Regions from separate parts of the Sus scrofa genome. Here region 1 is linked to region 2. Evidence: chromatin contacts called from public HiChIP or PLAC-seq data. All regions are on one chromosome and are shown on one strand. Each heading gives the region's core, a stretch centred on a gene start, on an enhancer-like site or on the middle of the called end of the contact. The rest is flanking DNA. Distances are from core to core; before and after follow the strand shown.

The links. HiChIP or PLAC-seq counts read pairs in DNA pulled down with a chosen protein or histone mark.
Region 1: an H3K27ac HiChIP or PLAC-seq map of skeletal muscle shows a contact between it and region 2. The contact joins the enhancer-like site here to the promoter of NFIB in region 2. A contact is called at or near these places in 1 of 5 promoter capture datasets (liver), 5 of 47 Hi-C or Micro-C datasets (embryonic fibroblasts, heart right ventricle, retroperitoneal adipose tissue and 1 more) and 1 of 2 datasets of contacts at active chromatin or transcription factors (skeletal muscle).

What each region holds. Positions count from the first base shown.
Region 1 is chr1:208,223,474-208,229,691 of Sscrofa11.1, reverse strand. All of the region lies in intron 2 of NFIB (nuclear factor 1 B-type), which reads right to left. Among named protein-coding and RNA genes, the nearest start is that of NFIB, 44 kb to the right of the region's middle. Within about 2 kb of position 4,376, at least 5 of the 83 cell types and tissues checked have an H3K27ac peak or open chromatin away from gene starts, as enhancers often do. A contact at or near this core is called in skeletal muscle, where this site is marked.
Region 2 is chr1:208,177,859-208,184,837 of Sscrofa11.1, reverse strand. It overlaps NFIB (nuclear factor 1 B-type), which reads right to left and starts at 2,441. Exons shown (of 12, transcript XM_021063648.1): 1 at 1,253-2,441. The coding sequence starts at 1,282. LOC100514506 (a long non-coding RNA gene) reads left to right here and starts at 3,309. Exons shown (of 4, transcript XR_002335940.1): 1 at 3,309-5,091.

The DNA of each region.
Region 1 (6,218 bases), core at 3,127-5,626, 43 kb before region 2:
ATAAAAAAACAAAGTGGCAAGCTATGTATACTCATTGCACATTACATATTTTAGAAGAGCAAATCCATTATTTATACAGGTGCTACCTGACCTCTGTCCAGAGAGTTATTCATTTTAACCTATTAATAAGCAAACTATAAACAACAATGAAAGTTACGTGACCTTACACAGCTGTCTCAAGCCACTGTACTTCCATCGTTAAGGAAACTGTTAGATGACCCTGTTGTCAGAACACACTAAATCTGTCTGAATAAGGGAAAACAAGACTTTTTCTCCAAAGGATAAAGCAAAAAATCCTGGGCAGAGTCAATTCTCCCATTGTACAGTTACCATTGTTAGTTATCATTTATTATTTACCTATGTTTTTCGTATAAGCATTACAGGAAGCTTTTATGCTTCTTGTGGCACATAATCAGTTGCTTATTGCCAAGGGAAAGACTTTTTCCCCAGAAAGACAATCTGTGCACACACTAATTTGAAAGACAGGATAGGAGCTGCAAGTGTTTTAATAGCCCATTATCAAAAATTATCCCTTGGCTATAAAATCCCCAGACCATTGGCTTGAGATCAGCTCAAAGAAAAATGAGATTACAGAATTTAATCTAGTGAAGGGGAGTGAGAGATGAGTTTTAAAAAGCCTTAGATCACCAAAAAAAAAAAAAAAAGACAGAGGACAGAAACGAGATCAGCTTAGATTAAACCTTCCACATGTTTACCTCATACAAATCTGTTATGTTCCAAGATTTATTTTCATTTTTAAAATTATGCTGTTACTTTGCAACATTCTAATAAAGAGTGGGGAAGGTTCAGAAAAAATTATATGGTGAGGTGACAGGAAACAAAACAGCATTTTGTCTTAAATTTCCACAACCTAATTTATAGCAATAAAGCAGAACCTATGAGTTCTGGTAAATGTCAGGGCCGTCATGTCCATTACATATGTGGGTAGGTATGAAGCAGAGTCTCCGTAGGCCCTTCAAAAATTGCACACAGCCGCCCTAATGCAAACCAGAAGTCTCAGTCTGCTGGATGAACATTAGGATTCATTCCCACGTGGATATTTAGAAAGGGTTCCCTCCAACCCCATCCCATCCTCTTTTATGTACATTTCAAGGGACCAACAGGAAGCCACATCCATGGAGGTGGCTCATTAGAAGACAACGCCCACCTCAACAAAATCTGGCCCAACCCCTGCAAAGCAGAGTCCTGTAGAACCTCCCTCTCCGCCCCCCTCAACCTCTGCTCTCTTACATCTCCTCCCCCTACTCCTCCCCCCTCCCCTCCCCTCGAGCATCTGCCTTGCCCAATCTCGTCTGGGCCAGCTCCAATAACAACATCTGCTTGGCAGCTTTTCAAGCCCACGGATAGTTATCTAACTGAGGCTTTTGTGCTGTACTGTTTATTCTATGTGAAGAAATGCCTCCTTAGTTGAAAGAGTACTTTAGAAAAACTGTGCAGCTATTAGCAAGTGAAGCACAAGGCTAATAACCCCCACCTGCTCATCAAATTAATTATGACATCTGAGTCATTATAACTCAGAAAGAAAACACGACTGCAGATTTGTCACATGTAGGAATAAACATGTATTAGGACCAGGAAAAAAAAAATTCAGACCAAGAGACTCAGCTGGACAAAACACATGCTTCCACCTTTCAGGGACTGGAAATATGGATCCTATCTTCCCAAGTGAACTGAGGAAGAAGGATGAGTGGTTGGCCAGACAGACACACTATTGTTAAATGGAACAAAATAAGATAAAGTCAGGGAATATTAGACCTCAAGGAAAACACTTAAGGAGGCAATAATCATTTCTTCAAACAAACCAAAACACTATATGAAACCATCCCATCAAGGGAACTATGCTGTGCAAAATGAATGTGACCTCATAACTCTTGGTCTATCTTAGGTACACTTGCAAGGACCCAGGATAGAGAATTTCTTTCCCCAGGTACAGAGGGATATTTTAGCAATGCTAATTATAGTCAAGGAAGAAAATACACTCAAACTGAAAATAAAAACTTGTCACAACATTATTTAGCATTTCCTAGTTTTATGAGTGCATAAAACTAGCATTGTTAAGAGGTAAATTCTGCTCAGCAGCCAGAAAAAAATATTAAAATTTAAAGTCAGAGACTTAACATTATATCTCATCATCAATAGTGTTTTGCTAATATTTGCAGTAGTCAAAGTGGCAAATTTTTGTTATATTTTTTCAGCAAACAAACAGCTAGCAATCTCTTATTCCATACATTTTTTGATATTTACGGTAACATTTATTTTAAAATATCCACAAACCTTGAATATTTTTATCATGACTTAGAAATAAATACAAGTAAATTTTAACAAAAGTAGTTTTAAAATACGGAGTTCCCTGCTGCCCTAGCAGATTAAGAATCCAGCCTTATCGCTGCTGTGGCTCAGGTGGCTGCTGTGGTGTGGGTTTGATTCCTAGCCCAGGAACTTCCACATGCTGTGGATGAGGTCAATAAATGAAAAAGCAGTTTTATTTGTTCATTTATTTATGTTTAGGGTCACACCTGTGGCATATGGAAGTTCCTTGGCTAGGGGTTGAATTGGAGCTGCAGCCGCTGGTCTACACCACAGCCATAGCAACACCAGATCCAAGTCGGTTCTGCACCTACACCACAGCTTACAGCAATGCCAGATCCTTAATGCACTGAGCAAGGCCAGGGATTGAACCTGAAACCTCATGGATACTGGTCAGGTTCATTAACTGCTGAGCCATGACATGAGCTCCAAAAAGTACTTTTAAAAAGAACATGAATTAACCGATGATGACCCATCCAATACAGCTATGATATTTTTTCTTTGCTATTATTTGAAAAGAAATAAAATTTTGAAGATATTTACATGAATCACAATAAGAAGTACTTAAATCTTTGCAAGTAAAAAATCTAAAGCCTCTTCACCTTTCTGCAATATCTTTATTACTGTAAAAAACTGTTTAATATTATTTCGGCAACCTTGTGCTGCCCATCAGAAAACATGACTCCTTCTCTAAAAGCATATTACCATTTTGTTAAATGACATCAGCCTCAATACATTTTATATTCTACCTCTAGGAGAGTTATCCCCTTGCAGCAACAGCTATAACCAGTTCTTACAAATAATTTTTTTTCATTCTGTTTTATAGAAGCAAAACCCACAGAAGAGTTAATTTTAACACAGAAGACATTAAATTTATAAATCCTTTGAGGTTTAATATAAAATGAAAGCAAATCTCAGGAAGCAACACAATTAGTTTTTCTTTTCCTCAGTAAAACAATTTCATATCAGAATCTAGAGCTGAGCTGATTTATGTCAATGTGTTACTTAACCTCAACCTAAGATATAAATCCAGAGCAAATATAACAATGGCAATCCTGACATTCTACTTTGCCAAATGAGAAAGATTTAGTCAGCCTAGACTAAAAATGAATTAAGATTACATGGAGGGTGTCAGTCCTAAAGTCAAGACAACATGGAGGGCCAGAGCTGCCCAGGGAGATCAGTCATGAATTCGTCAGCAAGGCTAGAGGGCTGTTGCATGTCTAGGAAAACAGGTTCCCAGTTTTAAACTCCACAGCAAATTAAGGCACTCTTTTTAAATGGGTACGTTTTCTGTCTTTTTCCACGTCATCAATCCTGAAAAGAACCTTAGCTCTCTGTTTGTCATCTGCATAGCTGTCCACATGTTGAGCTGGAATAGGCCTTGTGGCCTTAAAGGTGACATGGGCCAGTGCCCGAGGTGGAGAGATGGACTCAGGCCTGGGAGGAGTTAGTGCCTCCCTTCTGAAAATAACCTTCAAGTTGCTTTTTAACAACTGCTTCCCACAATTATTAAATTCCTTTACCATGATAGGTAACGGTTGTGCATCCCACAGCAATGTGATTGTGGACTCTCCGGCAGCCAATTTTGTGTCTCCTGAGATGTGCGCGCGCGCGCACACACGTTACAACCATGCCAGTCAGACATGCTATGCAGAAGTGTGCCTAGGCAGGCCTGAAAAGTCCACTTTTTTTTTTTTTTTTTTTTTTTTGGCCTTTCAGGAAGGCATATGGAAATTCCCAGGCTAGGGGTCAAATCGGAGCTACAGCTGCTGGGCTACACCACAGCCACAGCAACATGGGATCCAAGCCGTGTCTGTGACCTCATCACAGCTCAAGGCAAGGCCGGACCCCGACCCACGGAGGAAGCCAGGGATCGAACCCATATCCTCAAAGATACCAGTCAGATTTGTTTCTGCTGCACAACAACAGGAATTCTCCATATGTTATTTGGTGAACAATATCCTTAGTGGCCCTGTTGTGCACTTGGCAAGTTCTAAAGGCATGCCAGAAAGAGGACTGCACAAGCCCTAGTGGTTTCCAGATCAGACACAGTCCAGGGATTCTCGTAGCCACTTAATCTCAGCACGCATCTCCACCCCAACTTCCTTCCCAATGGTATGTGGTCTCGAAAACACAAATGTTCGTGTTTCCTGAAGCTGAGCTGCAAAGGAAAAGTCCCCTCCCAAGAGGCAGAGCAGTAGGCTCTTGGTGGCCCTGAAATTGTTCACTAAGAGTACAACATGATGCCACACTTGCCACAATTAGCCATGGGAAAACGGTCTTTTTTTCACCTCTGATGTCATATAATAGATAAGACCATGATCTTAGATTATATCAGTGAGCTGTGTTATCTACAAACAAAGTATTTTAGGAAGAGTTTGTTAAGAGGGCCGCATTATTGGAAGGCTAATAACTTAAGAGTGTCTGAATGGCGGGGGTTCCTCTCAATCTCATCTTGAGCTACTCTATTGGCTGAAGAGTAGAGAATGACGAATGCCAATGATTCGTCAGAAATTAGACATTTTCAGTGGTAGATCTTCAACCTACATAATCCGTTCTTCTCTCATTCTTCCCCTCTTCTCTGGCTGGCATTTTTCTTTCCGAATGCATAGATACACAAACACACACACACACACACACACACACACACGCACGCGAAGACATCCATTAATATTAAGAACAGTCTTCTGTAATGTTTTTCAGAATTTCTCAGGGGTTTAGGAGGGCTGCAGCCATGCCAAAATTACAAGCTCTCCTCTAGTCAGAAGGGATGTCTTTTCAAAGCCCAGCCCTCATTTTTCAGTCTGATGTAAGTAAATTTACCTCTGTGTGCTGAGCCGAGCAGCTTTTCTTTGTCGTTTTTGTTTTTCTAATAGCTGCTGCTCTGGCAGAGCTATTCATTTCAAAGGGAAGTTAGAAGCATTCTTCACTCTTCCCCTTTTAGATTATTTGCAGTTACTGACTCTTCTGAAATCTTAGATTGGAACAGAAACCTAAAGCATAGCACCATTTTAACACACAGCAAACCACCAGCATTCCTGGGATCACATTTCTCTAGAACAAGTATTCAATGTGAGGCATAAGAACCAAGTCTAAATAGGCTGAAATTCACGAAAGAGAGGGAGCATTATCTTTTTTTAAAAAAAATGGGCCTTCTCCATACTGATAGCATGCTGAAGGATAATGATCTTCTGGAAACATTGTATAAGCACCAGACAAGAGGTAGAGGAGTTATATCTGTTTTTTAGCAAAACTAACTGATTTCTTGAGACAATCAAATCAGCTGTACTGGAGACAGTCAATTAACTTTTGGAAACATTGTTTAGGCAACAAATAAGAGAGAGTGAAGTTCTTTTTTTGTTGTTGATTTATTTCAAGAAAAAGTCAAATCAACTGCCCCAGACCATTAAACTGATAAAAAAAAATCTATGATAAAATCCAGTGGATGAACCATCACTAAAAGTTCTTAATTTGTCCCTGCCTCAATCTGTCCAACTAGTGAACAGAGCCATTTGTCCTTCTGAAGAGAGTTTTACATGGAGTAGGCCAAAATCGCCTCCCCACATGCACCAAGGTCTGGGAATTCTCAACCTGTATCACACATTTAAAAGAATAATCCATAGTTCATTACCTTTCTGGTTATCTCATGTCCACTTCTTTATCAATCAACATTCACCTCCTCTAATCATGGAACACACTTGGATTCAAAATGGTTTGGGGGTAACTGTCAATCTCAAAGTCATAGTAAGAGAAATAGTAAAAGGATATCAGTGCAGTTGGAGTAAACCATGAGGAAAAAGGATACGGAACTATGGTGCGGAAACCCTGCCAGGCAAGGAAGACTTTCATGACTACCTCCTGAATCATCCCATCCACCAGCATTACCT
Region 2 (6,979 bases), core at 1,192-3,691:
ATGGCTTCTAATTGTCATACAATTGAAATCTTAATCATTTGTCCTTTATAAAAGTGCATCAGCATGATACTGGATTTTTTAAAAATTGTAACACACCTAAGACTAGGCAGCACTTCTTTAACTGTTTAGTTTTGAAGCCAATGTCAAAGGAAATGGTTATCAATTACTAATCGTGACAAATTTCCCTAAAAGCTGAAATCAACTGTCCCCCACCTTTAGAGGTTTAAAATACTGCTTCAAATAACAAGTCTGGGCTAAGATATTTAGTCAGTTCATCAGTTGGTTAGTTAGCTGGGTAACGATGGAAGCTGCCCCCAGGTAAGACTATTAGGTGTCGCCACTTCTCCGTTTGACCAACTGGTTTAAAATTGTATAAACTGTGTTCTTATAAAAGTCTAAAGCCAGTATTTTATTTCATAACACAGTTCCTAAAATCTAAGGACAAATTTCAAAGTGAAAAAAATTTTAAAGGATCTTATTTTTCCAGCATTACTTCTACCTTACGATCTACTCCCAAATATCGTTAAATGAACAGGTCTGCACAAAATGAGCATTTCTTAAAAGTCCTTAACTTTCACCACAACCAACTCGAGTCAACGTAAAGATCGCCCTGATGGTGTGGTCCCTAGAAACCTCAAAATGCGGATCGCGATGCACCAGAGTTTCAGATCCCCAAATTAAGCAAAGGAGTGGGTCGCAGGACCACGACCTCGGACTCTCTTCGTCGAATGCCCACTGCCTTCAGCGGGAGTCCAGAGGCGCCCACAACAACTAGTGCTGGTCCCCTCGCCCAAGTTCACCAGTTGTTTTTGAGAGCTCAGTGTCCCTCTAAAGTTCCTCTAAAGCCAGAGTCCGTCTCGGCGCGCAAGTGACCGAGAAGGGCATCGGGCACCCTGGGCAGGGGCGCAGCAGGCACTCGGGGGGCCGCAGGGGGCGAGCGCTCGCCGGCCTGGGCCCTGCCCACCCCCGGCGGCCTCACCCGGCCCAACCGCCCTGGCAGCTCGCAGTCGTCTGCTCTCAGTGCCCAGGGCGCCGGGATGGGCACGCGCGGTGACCGTGGGCGAGGGACCGTGCGCTGAGTCCCACGCCGCCCTGCAAACCCCACCGCAACTCCCGGCTGTTTCTTCTGCGGGGGACCGGGGTGTGCGGAGATCAACTAGAGCCATTAATTGTCCGCAGACGATAGCAACAAAACAAAACAAAGGCATTTCGGGCTAGAGAGAAAGCTCGAGAGAGCGACCGAGACATGTACCTGAGTGAGACAGATGGGAGAATACATCATGACTTCGCCTTAAAACGCACTTTCCCGGAGATGCCCAAGAAAATCTTCAAAAAGCAAGAATTTCATCTATTCATTTTACAGTCATCTGAGCCTCGCGATGCGATCAATCAGGACCGGGCTCTGCGCTGGATCACCGCAACTTCACAACAAACCCAGTCCTCCTTAAATAGCCAAAGATTCAAGTTCACTCGGCGTGCTAGATTTCCCGGGTTGAAATCCAATCTACACTTTTAACCCTCCTGCAGTCCGAGCGCGCTGGCCGTGCTCGCCGAGGCCGCCGCCGCCGCCGCCGCCGGTGTTGGCTGCTTTTCGCCCGGGTTTGGGGATTTGTTTTCTGTTTTGCAGTTGTTGTTGTTGTTGGGGGCTAGGGGGTGCACGAAGGTTCGGTGTGGGTTGGATTGGGGTAGTAGGTGGTGGTGAAATGCTTTTTTAAAAAAGGCGGGGAGGGGGGCGCAGGAGAGAGGGCGGGAGGGAGAGCGAGGAGAATGTGTCACCGCGCTGGGAAAGTTCAAGGTTACAGCCCGGAGCACTGCGGCAGGATCCCGGAGTGGTGATCGCAGGCGAAACTTTGCCGCGAGCCGACCATGTGTGTGCGCGAGGGGGAGCGTGAGCGAGTGCGCGCGGGTGGCGGGGCGCGCGCGGGAGAGGGCCTGGGTGGGGGCGGGGTGGGGTGGGGGAGCCTGGAGAGGCCGGGGTGAGGGAGGGGGCGCGAGCGCAGGTCTCCCGAGCGGAAGAAGCTCGCGGCGCGCGGTCCCCGGCTGCAGCCGCCCGCGCAGGCTCCTCCACGCCCGCCCGCCGGCCCGCCCGCCTCGCCCCGCGTCTGACCCGGCTGAGCGAGGAGGCTGCTGCTGCTGCCGCTGCCCAGAGCCCAGGGGGATCGGAACGCGCTCCTGAAAAATCCCAAACGATAAATCCCGCTCTCCCGTTCGGCTGCAAACTCCTCTCTTTTCTGCTCTGGGCTCTTTTTTCCCCTCCCTCTCTCGCTTTCTTTCGTTGCAAAACTTGGAAGTTGAAAAATTCACCGGTTCCACCCTCTGGACCCCGCTCGAGCTCTCTCCAAATCAGACTTAAGGATTGTTTTATTATTTAATTACACAATCATCGCTTTACTCCTCCTCCTGCAAACGCGCATTCCTTTTGCACCAGCCTCTCCACACCCCCCGCCCCCCACCTTCCTCCTCCTCCTCCACTAGCTTCTCTCTCTCTCTCTCTCTCTCTCTCTCTCTCTCTCTCTCTCCCTCCCCCCCCCTCTCTCGTTTAAGGTCTCATTCCAGTTCAACAGAACCACTTTTTTTTTTCTCTTTTAATAGATTTTCTTTCGCCCTTTGGACGAATAAGTCCCGCACCCCACCACCACCATACGTACACACCCCCGAAAACCCGCCCTGGAAGAGCTATTTCGGTGCTCGCTGCGCACTCTTTAAGCCGCGGGAACCTCCAAGTGGAAGAAACACTGAGCCGGACTGGGCCCGAGAAAGGAACGAATGGAAAATTCCCTCACACCCTGGCCGCCCCGGGGCCCGGGCTGGGGCGCCGACTCTCGCACCCCGGGCGGGCGCGGTATGCCAAGCCCGCTGGCTAAAGGGAGGAGGGGGAGGTCGGGGAGGCGGGGGCCTGAGTGAACTTGGGCTCAAGTAGTTGGGGCGCGCCGGCATGGTTGGGGGCGGGGCCCTCGGGGGTCTCCCCAGCGCAGGCCCGCGCCCCCGAGCAGCTCCGCAGAAGCAGCGCGCCTCGCCGTGGTTTGCCGCCCTCCCTGGGGGGGTGCCTGGTGCACGTGGCCTCGCTCGGAGCGGGAGGACTGGTCCGAACTGCCGCCACCGCTGCCTCCAGCTCCCGCCTCCTCCTCCTCCTGCAACCCGCTCAGCACTCCTCCTGCAGCCCCTTTGGCTCTCTCCCAATCCCCACCTCCCCGCGGCCCGGGGCGCCGGCGGAAAGCGGCTCCCGCCCAGCTAGGGTGCAGGCAGGGCGGGGCCGCGGCGCACCCGGGGCTGCGGGGCGGCCGGGCGCGCGCACGCGCGCGAGCCGGGTGCGTGTGCCGCTACAAGCCCTGCAGAGGCGGCAGTGCCCGCCTTGCTCCCGCGCGGGGCCCTGCCCCCACCCCGCTCAGAGCGGCGGGCCCCGTGTGAATGAACTTGATTTCGGAGGTTTGGAGGCCGGCGGTTTGTCTTGCACTCTTTCTGCGCGCGCGCATACATACGCGCGCACACACACACACACTCACTCGCTCACTCACATACACACCCCACCCCCCACATTCCGGTTTTCGGCTCGGGGTGGGTGGGGAAGAGGTGGATGCAAAGGCTGGGCAGACAATGGGTAGAGGAAAAGTGAGTGCCAGGGGCTCCGTGTCTACCTAGCCCGGGGCTGCGAATGGGACCTGACAACCTAGCCCCGGGGCGGGGCCTCCCCCGCCTCCGGCTGTGTTCTGGGGCTGTTTCGAGGCTCTCCTCTGATTCTTCTTTCCTCTTTTCCCCGCTTCCCTTACCTCGATTTTTTTTCCCTCAACTTTCTCCTCTCTCAGTCTCTCCGGTTCCTGCCCACCGCCTCCTCCCCTTCACTCCCCACCCCCACAGCCGACCTGAAGGAACCAGTGACTTTTTCCATCACCAAGTGGGAGTTATCCACATCAAGCATTTCACAACGACACATCAAGAAAAGTAGGCAGGTTCAAGTCAACCATGAAATGGTCACTTTTTAACCCCGTCCTGTCCTCATTAGGGAAATGCTCAAACACAGTCCGTTTTCAAAGAGCGCTCTTAATGAGGCAAGCCTGCCAAGTCTACCAGCTGCAGCCCCCGTAAACCAAGAGCCCTAAGAAAAAAGGCGCTGGGGAAGGAGGGGGAGTTGAGGAGGCCGGGGAGCGGGGGGCGGGCATTGAATCTGGGAAGACAGGTAAAGTCGGGGAAATTTAGAGAACTCCCCCGGAGTTAACCCTGTAGGGTACACACCGCTGGAAGCGGCCGCCCTGTTCCTCTAGAGGCAAATCTTCTAATCAGAGCTCTGACAATGTTAATTTCTTTTGTGTGGGTCATTTCTTCTTTTTGAAAAGCCAGGATAAAGTTGACAGTCTTTATAGAGGAAAGAAATTAGGTGACAGTCTGGGTTAATCCAAATACTCATTACTCTCAGAAATTTTTAGGCGTTATCCTAGATTTAAAAAAAAAAAAAAAAGTCCACTAAGCATCACTTTGTATTTCACAATATACTGCATCCCTTTTCTCACCCTCTGACCGGAGTCTGAGGGGAAGGGGGCGGGGAAGCGCTACTGATCATACCAGCTTTAACTACTGGAGTTTCTCTTTGAACAAATATTCAATTTAATCGGAGTTAATTTACCATAAAAGACATTCCCCTTGGCACGAATGTACTCCTGTCCTTGAACACACCTCTTTGAATGCCTGGACTCTTACAGAAGCCATTATTTCGGGGTCTCTTTAAAAATCAAGAGCCCATCTCTCTCTTTCTCTCCCTCCCTCCCTTCTTCCCTCCCTCCTCACCACAACACCCCCAGTGAAATCCTGGCACCCTGAGAGTGCTCAGTTCAGCCAGAGATCCCAGAACCAGCCGCTGTCCCCTGGCAAGAGAGGCCCAGTGCTGAGCCCTAGGCAAGTGTCTGCAGAAAGCGCTTTCCCTCCTCCCTAACAAGTTTCCCTTACCAACAGAAAACCGCTTCCTTTTGCCACCAAAACTAGGTTGCATCCAAAAGTTTCTCACAAGCTTAAAGAAAAATGAGAAATTGTCAACTCTTACGCTGAAGAACCCACAAAAATGCAGCAGCGCCAGGGGTGAAGAAGCAGCAACAGACCCAGGTAAGACCCCAGAGAAGTGACGTCTGGGGCCTCCCAGGCCTATCACTGAGGGGTTCAAATCTCTCCATGTTTGTAGGGCACTTACACTTGGGGCAGAGTTGGGTGGGCATGGAGGATGCTTGGGAATCTGGCTTTTGATTTGTTTCCAAGAAAAAGGAAAGAAAGGAATTATGGTGAGGTAGGGGGAGACTAAAGGGGAGGAAAGGATTAGCAACGGACGACGTCCGGAGTGGCTTTCTATGAGCAGGGTGCTAAGTTTATAGGGCTTTGACTGTCCCGTCAGGCCTTGGAGCCATGGACAGGATGGCTCACGCCCCTTACCCCTTTCCCCCAGAACACTGCTTCTTATGCAGCCAATGCCAAGATCACTGCAAGCTTCCCAAGATGAAATCTAAGAGAGTATTTTGTAAAGAGGGACTGATGGATTTGGGTGTAACATCTGCCTTCTCTCAGCACAGCACTTCACTATCTGTGGTTTGAAAAATACTGATCTTTTAAACCCCAGGTAGAAGAGTCAAGAGGAAGAAGTAGGAAAGTACATACAGTATTTTATCCACTTTCCCTTCTACCCAGCATTTCTTTGCCATGGTATCAAGAGTGGTTTTAAAGTATCTCTGAAAAACTTCTGATACTATCAAAGTGGGCCAAACACTTTTTATTGGTACTTACCTCTCAAACTCTTTCATCTCATTCTCTGTCTCACTGAGGGGGGTGGGGAACAGCCAATTTCCTTCACCCCAAAATCTGGCTGGAGGAACTAGAAAGAAGTGAAAGGCTTCTACAGCAACAACAAAATCTGATATTTTCTTAAAAACCTCTAGATCACCTATTCCCTGCCACCTTATAGGGAGAAAAGTGTTTCTTCTGACATATAGTTTATTAATTTCAAGAAGTGCTGGCGTGTCAGTGCTTCAGGTAACTGGATTTTTCAAAACTCAATTGTATATTTGAAACAGTAAGCGGTGTTATCCAATTGGAGCCTTTCACTGACCTCTAGAGATGAGCTTGACATCTCAAGTGTCTTCTAATATTGATTTTCTTTTAACCTTCTCCCTTCTAAAGAAACTCCGTGACAGGCTGTGAATCCTGAGCAGTTTAGGTAAAGGGAAAGCTTTCTTAGAGCTTAACAATGCTACAAGCTGTTATTTTCAATACACCCGATGCCTTTTTTTTTGTTTTTTTTTTTTTTTTTTTTAGTTCTTGCATGTGATTATAGAGGAGGCTCAACAATTCCACACACCCTGGATGCATGGCCAATATCAATATTTTAAAACTAAATACAAAAGAGGCAGATGACCTCCTGACCCCAGGAAACAGGCCTGTAAAACTACTAGTATTCACTGTACCATGCCCAGGGAACTTATCTTCTTCCAAATGAACCACAAAAATCATACATGTGTAGCCCAGAAAACACAGTGTTATATCCACAAGCAAAAACATCAAAAATCTATGCAAAAACGCATATATAAACAACTAACAAGTACTGAAATTGCCTGCACTTGATGGGAATTGCAAAATCCTGCCCAGCTTTCTCAGCCTTTAAACTGCTACTGTCAAATGAGGGTAGTAATTTTTCCCTACTAGAAAATTCACAACCGGTTAGTTCTCCCCCCCCCCCCCCCCATTGCCAGGGCTCTGCCTTTCTCTGAAATGAATAAATAACCGTGGACTTTTTTTCCATCCTCTGGGAGCTGTTTGGTGTCCCCTGGGGACAAAACTAAATGAGAAAAATGACGCTGTTAATAATGTCACTGCTGAAATGCCTGTACTTGACTGTTTAAAAAAAATACCATCCACTAAGTGTGCCTACATTTCGGGTACATTTACAGGCCACCCCTGAATCTGAACAGGGACTGGCCAGATTCCTCCACTAAGTTTAGCTGGTTTC